Linked DNA regions of Macaca mulatta: region 1 is linked to region 2. Evidence: chromatin contacts called from public Hi-C data. All regions are on one chromosome and are shown on one strand. The core of a region is the stretch at or near the end of the contact, and the rest is flanking DNA. Distances in the headings are between cores, read along the strand shown.

Region 1 (3,836 bases), core at 1,009-3,508, 300 kb before region 2:
CTTTGTGAATAATTGTTACCTTAAAGTGACAACAATCTCCCCTTCAAATACATCTGAAGCAAATGCAGGCAGGTATAGGTGGCTTTGTCTTAGCTTTCTTTACCTCCCCCAGTAAGAACCTCCAGCACTCACCGTGTCCCTAGGAATGTGACATGGACTTGCCTTCATTTTCTACAATAATCTAATAAACTGGTATTTTAAATTATTCTCATTGCACCGATGAGGAATTTGAGGTTAAAAGAGGGAAAATAATTGGCTCCAGTCATTACAATACGTGTAGATCTGATTCCAGAGTCTATGATATCCGTGACGCTAATAACACATGGTGCCTCCACTCTCTGCAGAAAGCCTAGTGTTACCATTTCCCCTTTCCCACATACCCACTTCCTGCTGGTCCCAGGTCCTGTTTCACTTGTTAAATGTCTGTTAAGACTGTTTTCTCCTTTTCACTTCCATGGTTCAAGCTTCATTAGTTCTCATCTAGATGCTTTAAATTATCTCCTATCAAAATATGCTTTTGTGTCTCCATGGTCTCATCCTTTTATCTGTCCTACACATTTCCTCCACCAGATCAATAGATCAATACTTCTTAATTAGCATCTGATTATTGCTTCATCTTGCTCAGCAGCCTTTACTGGCTCTCCATTAGGTCCCCTCCAAAATCTGGCCTCATCGTTCTTCCTAGGCTACTCTATCAGTATTTTTCCCCACTAGAATAGGTACCTTTGAGGATGGAATATTTGTCTACTCTATTCACCATCAAATATTCATTGCCTAGAACAAAACCTAGTACAGAGAAGGTGCTGAAATAAGTGTTGGGTGAAAGAATGAAGAAACATTCTGCTTTAGCCATATCTTATTATTTATTGCTCCCAAAATAAATACTGCATTTTCTTCAACTTTGTTCTTTTGCTCAAAATAGTCTCCTACCTGGGTAGCCCTCCCTATCATTGCCATTTATGCAATTAATTCCCTATTAAAATTTAGCCATTTATCACTCATAAGTCAACCTTTCCAAGGGGAAATATTCACTCCCCTCATATGTATTTTGTTTATGACAATTCTTGTCTCATATTCATTATATTTGCTTTGAATTATATAGTTAATTATCCTATAGTCATCTGAAACTATTGATTCAAAAATAGGGCACTGTCTCATTCAGCTTTGTATTTCCCATAATGTTGAGTATAAAATAAACTTAAATAAATGTTGAGTTTTAAAATTGAATTGAGTCACAGGACAAGTCACTTCTGAATTTCTTCCTCAAAACTGGTAAACATTGATACACATGTAAACAATCATGATAAAAGCATTAATAACACTGAACACCAAGGACCTCATGAATTTCATCCCTCCAGTAGCCTTATGCAGTAGATACTATCATTACCAGATAGGAAAACTGGAGCACAAAGAAGTTAAGTTCTCCAAGATACCACAGTTATCACAAGAAGGCCAGAGTTTTAAGTAAGAGCTTTGGCTTTAGGGCCCAGGCTCTTAACCTTGGACATTACGACCGCCAAAATTAGAAAGGAGAAACTTTAGAAACAGCCAAATATAAGCACATTGATCTGTATTACAGGCCTTTAAGTAGGCAAACATTTAGAAATGGAGCATGCTGGGTTTATATTTTGTGTGTCCACATTTTTTAGCAACTTTTTTTTTTTTTTTTTTTTTTTTTTTGAGACAGGATCTGGCTCCGTCACCCAGGCTGGAGTGAAGTGGTGCTATCTCAGCTCACTGCAACCTCTGCCTCCCGGGTTCAAGCGATTCTCCCACCTCAGCCTCCTGAGTAGCCAGGACCACAGGTGCATGCCACCATGGCTGGCTAATTTTTGTGTTTTTTGTAGAGATGGGGTTTCACCATGTTGACCAATCTTTTCTCCAACTCCTGGGCTCAAGCAACCCATCTTCCTTGGCCTCCCAAAATGCTGGAATTACAGGCTTGAGCCACTGTGCCCCACCATTTTAGCAACATTTTAAAAGGAGGCATAATATCTTTTTACATTAAAAGAATCAATCAATAAAATCAATGAAAGGATAAATTCCAGGAACTGTTTGTGGAAAAGTAGTTGTTTTACTAACAACAAAAAAAAAGTGGCAGGATGCTTAGAAGTCATAGTTTTGTGAAAATGCTGATTTTTTTTTTTTTTTTTAAAGGAAAGGTATGGTTTATTCTTCGAATTATCCACTAGATGGCAGAAAATTGTTACTGTCCAAAGCACTATTACTGGGTTGGTCCGGGCTCCTTTCTAAGCTCCAGAAGTTATGCAAATTGCTTTCACCTCTACCCCTGCAATGCTGGCCTTTTCACAAGTGGCATGTTAAAACACACCAGTATTTTTAAGCTGGGAAAGAAAAATCAGAGGTTTTCACAGTTATAAATATTAGGTATGAACATACTAATTATATGTTTGTATTATTCTGCTGTAACATAGAAGGAGCAGATGCACAGACATGTTGGGAGAAGGGCTGAGAGCCCACATAGAATGACCTATCCAGATGCCAGATACTAGAGTGAAGCTGAAAAGCCTCCAGTAGGACAGTTTCCTGTAACTTGTAAGTCATGGTTTTCTTCCCTTTGAGAACATTAGATTTGCCTGGGGACCCTACCCCAGGCCCAATTCTCTGGTGGTGGAACCTGGACATTGGCATTTTTTTTTCAAGCTTTTTCAACTATAAAATAAGAGAATTAGACTACACAATCATAGTCTTTTCTTCAAGCTCTAACATTCTAGGATTGAAGTCTAACAGCATATTTATTACTATCAGCTTCATAAGCACAAGAACTAATTCTGTTCTGGATCCTTTATGAACATAAATTTAGTTAATTTACACACAATGAAAGACCTTAGGGAAAAACTAGATGCAGAAAGGTTTCATAACTTGCCCAAGGCTATGCTGTAAGAGAGAACGTCAAGACTTGAGATTTGACCCAGCACAGCCTGAATATATAACATTATGCCAAAATTCCCATAAATAGTTGAACAACTTATGAACAGTATCCATCTCTCCATCTATAACTAAAATTATACCTATACGTACCATAATGGTCTCTACCTTATTATTTAATCTTGTAGCTGCTGAGCTGGTTGAAAAATTGGCATAACATATCTGTGAACAGTGATGTAACAAAGACCAACTCTAAAACAATCAGTACATTTGGGAGTACTATTGTTTTTCTGAGTGAAATTGTACTTGAACTCAGAAACTCTGGTATTTTGCAAAAAAAGAGAGTACTGAAAATGTACTTAATAGAATTTTCAAGAGAATTCTAATTGAGTAAATCTTATAAACATCTTTTGACATATATTTTGACTCCAGGGCTCATAGAGACTAATAAAACCAAGTTCTGTCCATAATCTCTCTGCTCTTTTTAGAGCCCCACCTTGTTTCTGCCATATGAATATATAGGTCCCTTGATTCAGCAGGAAGGGCTTCTGCAGAAACATATACAAGTTTCGTATAAATTCCTCTACACTCATCCTGTCAAACTGAATTCCCTGAAGCTTTTACTTGGAAAGTTAAAACTTTTTGCCAACACTGCTTGCTAAATGAAGAGCTAGGGGACCAGAAGTGAGTAGTGAGTATAATGTACAGTTGCCACGTAGTTCTGAGTGATTTGCCTTTCAGGAAAGTAATAATGTTCAGAGAACTGACTGACTCTAAGGGTGACCATTATATTATTTTTGAGCTTTTTATGATGGAAAATTTCAAACATATTCAAAAGTAGAGTGAGTGGTATAATACACACTCAAGTAGCCATCACCCAGATTCAAACATTATTATCTCCCACTCAATCTTTTTGCTATACTTCCACGTATTCCCTCCTACTCACA
Region 2 (4,066 bases), core at 787-3,286:
AATTATATTAATAATTGTATCTGTGCAAATATCCAGAGACAGAGAGACAGTATTAGAATATTTTAGAGTGAAAAAAAAAAAAATCTGGAAGTTGTTGGCACTTCCTTGTCCTTTAATCAAACTTTTATCCCTAACTAGAATCTTCCTGCCCCCAAAAGCTCATCTGGTTAACTCCAATTGATCCCTCAGGTCTGAGCATTTAACTATCACTTCCTCAGAAACCATCCGTGATCCTCCAATTTCAAAGAGGTCCCTCCAATATACTCAAAAGTGCCCATACTTTTCCCATAATTACGGTCACATCATTGCTCATCTGTTCAATGTCTGTGTCCTTCACAGCATCATAAGCCCTGTGAGAGCAAGGACTAGTTTTGTTCATCACTATATACAAAGCACTTGTGCCCAGGACTTACATAATACAGTATATGGATTTACACATAAGTTCCCATTCCCAATGTATTCTTTGATCTTTCTCCTAATTTTAAATATCCTATCTGAATATATCCTTAAAAAAACAAATAGAACACCCCACAAAACCCAACTATACTATTGGAGTCTCTGAGATTAGATCATACCTCAATCCACATAAGAATGAGAAAAAAATATTAAAGCTCTGCTTTTGTCACTCAAATGACAACCACTGGAAGTAATGCCTGACAAATTCTGAAATACTATGAATAATTCACACAGTTGCTCTGTATCAATACTTTAACAAGTTATTTTAGAATTCTGGTAAATATCCAATGAACCAAGGCATAAGTGTCTTACTGTCTTAGACCACTGTGCTTAAACTTTGCCAAGGCGTGTAGACCGATCACAACACACACTTGCAGAGCACTCTTTTTACTACTTGCCACACTTAATCATTTTCCTGAAGCCCCAAAATAAGTAAATTGTGTGTTCACTTAACTAAACACACATTTACCTGCAAGGAAGACACAGGATCTTTGGAATCAACATACACATCTTTTAGAAATGACAGCAGCTTGTCATCTTTACGAGCAATCTCTCCCTTAATTTCTGGATAGTCTAAGGAAGGGGAAAAAAGTCACAATATTAAAATCAAGGAAAATTTCCTGTAATATCCTAAACGCTTAACACAAACCCTTTCTTTTTTTTCTTTTCTTTTTTGAGACGGAGTCTCGCTCTGTCGTCCAGGCTGGAGTGCAGTCGCGTGATCTCGGCTCCCTGCAACCTCCGCTTCCTGGGTTCCAGAGATTCTCCCACCTCACCCTCCCGACTAGCTGAGATTACAGGCGCGCGCCACCAGGCCCGGTTAATTTTTGTATTTTTTGTAGACACGGGGTTTTGCCATGTTGGCCAGGCTGGTCTCAAACTCCTGACCTCAGGTCATCTGCCCGCCTCGGTCTCCCAAGGTGCTGGGATTACAGGCTTGAGCCACCGCGCCCGGCCTAGCCGCTTTAATTTTTTTAAAAAATAAACATAATCATTTGGACTGTTTGGAAAATACTTTAAATGGACATCAAAATTCCAGGTCAGGCTCGGCGTCCATCGTCCAGTGAAGACCCCTAGAGAAAGCTCTGTGACCCTCTCGGATTTTGACGCCCGGTATCAAGTCCCTCACAGGAGCCGGCGAGGCCCGCGTTAGCGGGGGCACAGGCCGCTGCCTCTGGGACTCGGAAGTAGGCGGGGCGGCCGACCTCACCGCGGGCGCGGAGGACAGTCTCAATGTCACCGGCCTAGCGGCTCCCCCTTCCAGCGCTCAGCCACCACGAGCGGCTTCGGCCGAGCAGACTGAAGCCGGTCCCCCGGCCTCCGGGCCCACATCAGGCACAACCTGTGGGCAGCCCCGGGAGTCCGCGCCCCCGCGCCCCGAAACGCCCTCGCACCACTCACGACTAATCTGCTCTTGCAGGAGGTTGCTGGTAGAGGGGTGCCTGGGAGCGAGAGAGGGCTTTATCTTGCTGATTTCCCTTTCCGCTCGGTTCTCTACGTTGAAATTTCTGATACCGCGAATCACTAGGGCCCCCATCTCCTCATAGCATTATGTCCGCAGGTTCAGGCCGCACGTGGGAACACCGGCTCAGAAAACCTCCGGGACGACCGGAGGATGCGCACATGTGAGGGGAAGCACGGCCGCGGGCGCTTAAATGCGTGCCCGTCGCCCACTAGCGGTCGGGAGGCCACACATCGCTTCTCTGCCCAGGGAATTTAAAAGGGAGCCCCTCCCTTCGGGGCGAGCGACCGCTCCCACCGGGACTGCTTCCGGTGGGAGGCGGCAGGACTTGAGTCCCCAGACACACGGTTGGTGTCAACCCTGGAACTCCGAGGGAGTCACCCAGGAATCTCTGCAAAGTTCCGTGCCGGGCCCTACCCCAGACTGTCTGATTTAATTCTTGTGGAGTGAGGCCCAGCATTGGATAAGACTTCACACGTGATTCCAAAGTGTCAGTGAAGAGTTGAAAACCAAAGTCGTAAGGAAATTGACCTTGAAGTTGTTTCACAGGGCAATGCCACCAAAGAGCTAGCCGATAAAAATGGAAGTTATTGCACCAGGGTCAAACTGGGCTCTCAAGTTGCCCTTTCCTGCTTTTTAAAAAGGAAAATAATGAAAGGATGTTCATTGTCGATGAATATTTGTTCTCAGCCGCTCTAATTTAAATGCCTCTTATTTTCCTGTGCCCCCACCTGATGCATTTTCAAGCCACTGTGTTCTCTTTTTCCATTATTTGTTACATCCCGTTCTCATTTGACCTAATGGTATCGATTTTAGTTATACTTTCCCTTATCTTATTTTTGCTATTAATTTGCTTCTCCATTCTACTAAATGCTGAGTCATTCCCTCTCCTATTTCTCTTCTGTCTTGTCTTCATTCTTTTTAAGCCTCTGTGTAATTTAATGAAAGGAACAGCCAATAAGAGATCAGAAAAAAAAAAAAAAAAACAACAAAAAACGAGTGTTACCTTCACCTTCTCTCTGTCTCTCTGCATTTCCTGAATAGGTTACTGTAGTGCTGCTTTTATTTAAGACCCTTTAGAAATATTGTTATTAATCTATAATAAACCCACCAGGAAGGAAGTAGTAGGATTTCCGAAGTTACAGTATTTCTCTTACTGTGGTTGCAAAATCTATTTTTAGTGTCCTGATCTCTGCTTAGCAAAATGAAGTAGAGTGGTTGTTTTTAACCAGTTTAAAGTAAGAAAATATTGATGTAAAGATAATCGAATAGAAAAAAAAATAATAATAAAACAAGAATCAGAGAACCAAAATGAAGAAAGGGAAATGTAATCATTAAATATAATGCTTAATCAGAGCAAAAGCACTGCAGGGAAGATGGCTTCAGCCACTCTAATTTAAATGCCCTTTATTTAATTATACTTAACATTTTTACATGGATTGGTATTTGAAATTTGTAGAAGCTGAAATCAGTGATCTCTGATAGCGTTAACTGGGAAGTTATCCTGAAGGTGGCAGGCTGCTCCAAGATTTCTATCTTTGATATTTTTAAGGGCTTGTGATTCAGGGCTTTTTAGCCACGGTATTTCTATTTCTATGGGTGCTAAGAAATTTTAATCTGCTTCATTATATCTACGTGCTTTAATCATGGTAGAAATTCGACTCACTGCCTGTTAAAATATTTTAAAAGTGAAAATCTCATTTTCATAGAAATTCCACCGAACTTCGGGCAGCATGAAAAAGTAATGTTAGAAGTTACTATCGGGGCAGTAGGGATTACAATATGAAATAATTCTTTGAATTCACACATTCCAATAGAGCTTGGATTCAACATTGAAAGAGCTTCCAGCATGTGTCAGCTGCTTTGCCTGATCCTGGCCCAGTGCTGCTCAGACCCTCAAATTGCAAAACAGAAGGCACATGCAGTCCATCAGAAACTCACAATTGGCTGTCACCCTTTGGGAATCATGGAAATAAAACCTGAACCATAAATGCATAATTCCAGCTCTTCTTGTCAAAACATATAAGTTACAGGAACTCTAAACTTAAGAACTCCTGTTGGGCTTATGTTAAGGATTGAAGTCAGATCCCCAAGGAAAGTATAACTAGGATGCTGCTTAGAATGAAGCTTCCATCTGAGTGGAGTATT

The links. Hi-C and Micro-C count contacts between places; a contact is called where the count stands out from the background.
Region 1: a contact with region 2 is called in a Hi-C map of fetal cortical plate, with 3 times the contacts expected there. The contact joins the enhancer-like site here to the promoter of NDUFAF4 in region 2. A contact is called at or near these places in 2 of 14 Hi-C or Micro-C datasets (fetal cortex germinal zone and fetal cortical plate).

The regions. Positions count from the first base shown.
Region 1 is chr4:89,265,928-89,269,763 of T2T-MMU8v2.0, reverse strand. No RefSeq gene overlaps it. Among named protein-coding and RNA genes, the nearest start is that of FHL5, 62 kb to the left of the region's middle. Within about 2 kb of position 2,258, at least 1 of the 40 cell types and tissues checked has an H3K27ac peak or open chromatin away from gene starts, as enhancers often do. A contact at or near this core is called in fetal cortical plate, where this site is marked.
Region 2 is chr4:88,967,463-88,971,528 of T2T-MMU8v2.0, reverse strand. NDUFAF4 (NADH:ubiquinone oxidoreductase complex assembly factor 4) reads right to left here and starts at 2,036. Exons shown (of 3, transcript NM_001260754.1): 1 at 1,858-2,036; 2 at 926-1,029. The coding sequence starts at 1,993. It overlaps LOC106998047 (a long non-coding RNA gene), which reads left to right and starts at 3,524. Exons shown (of 3, transcript XR_013417012.1): 1 at 3,524-4,066.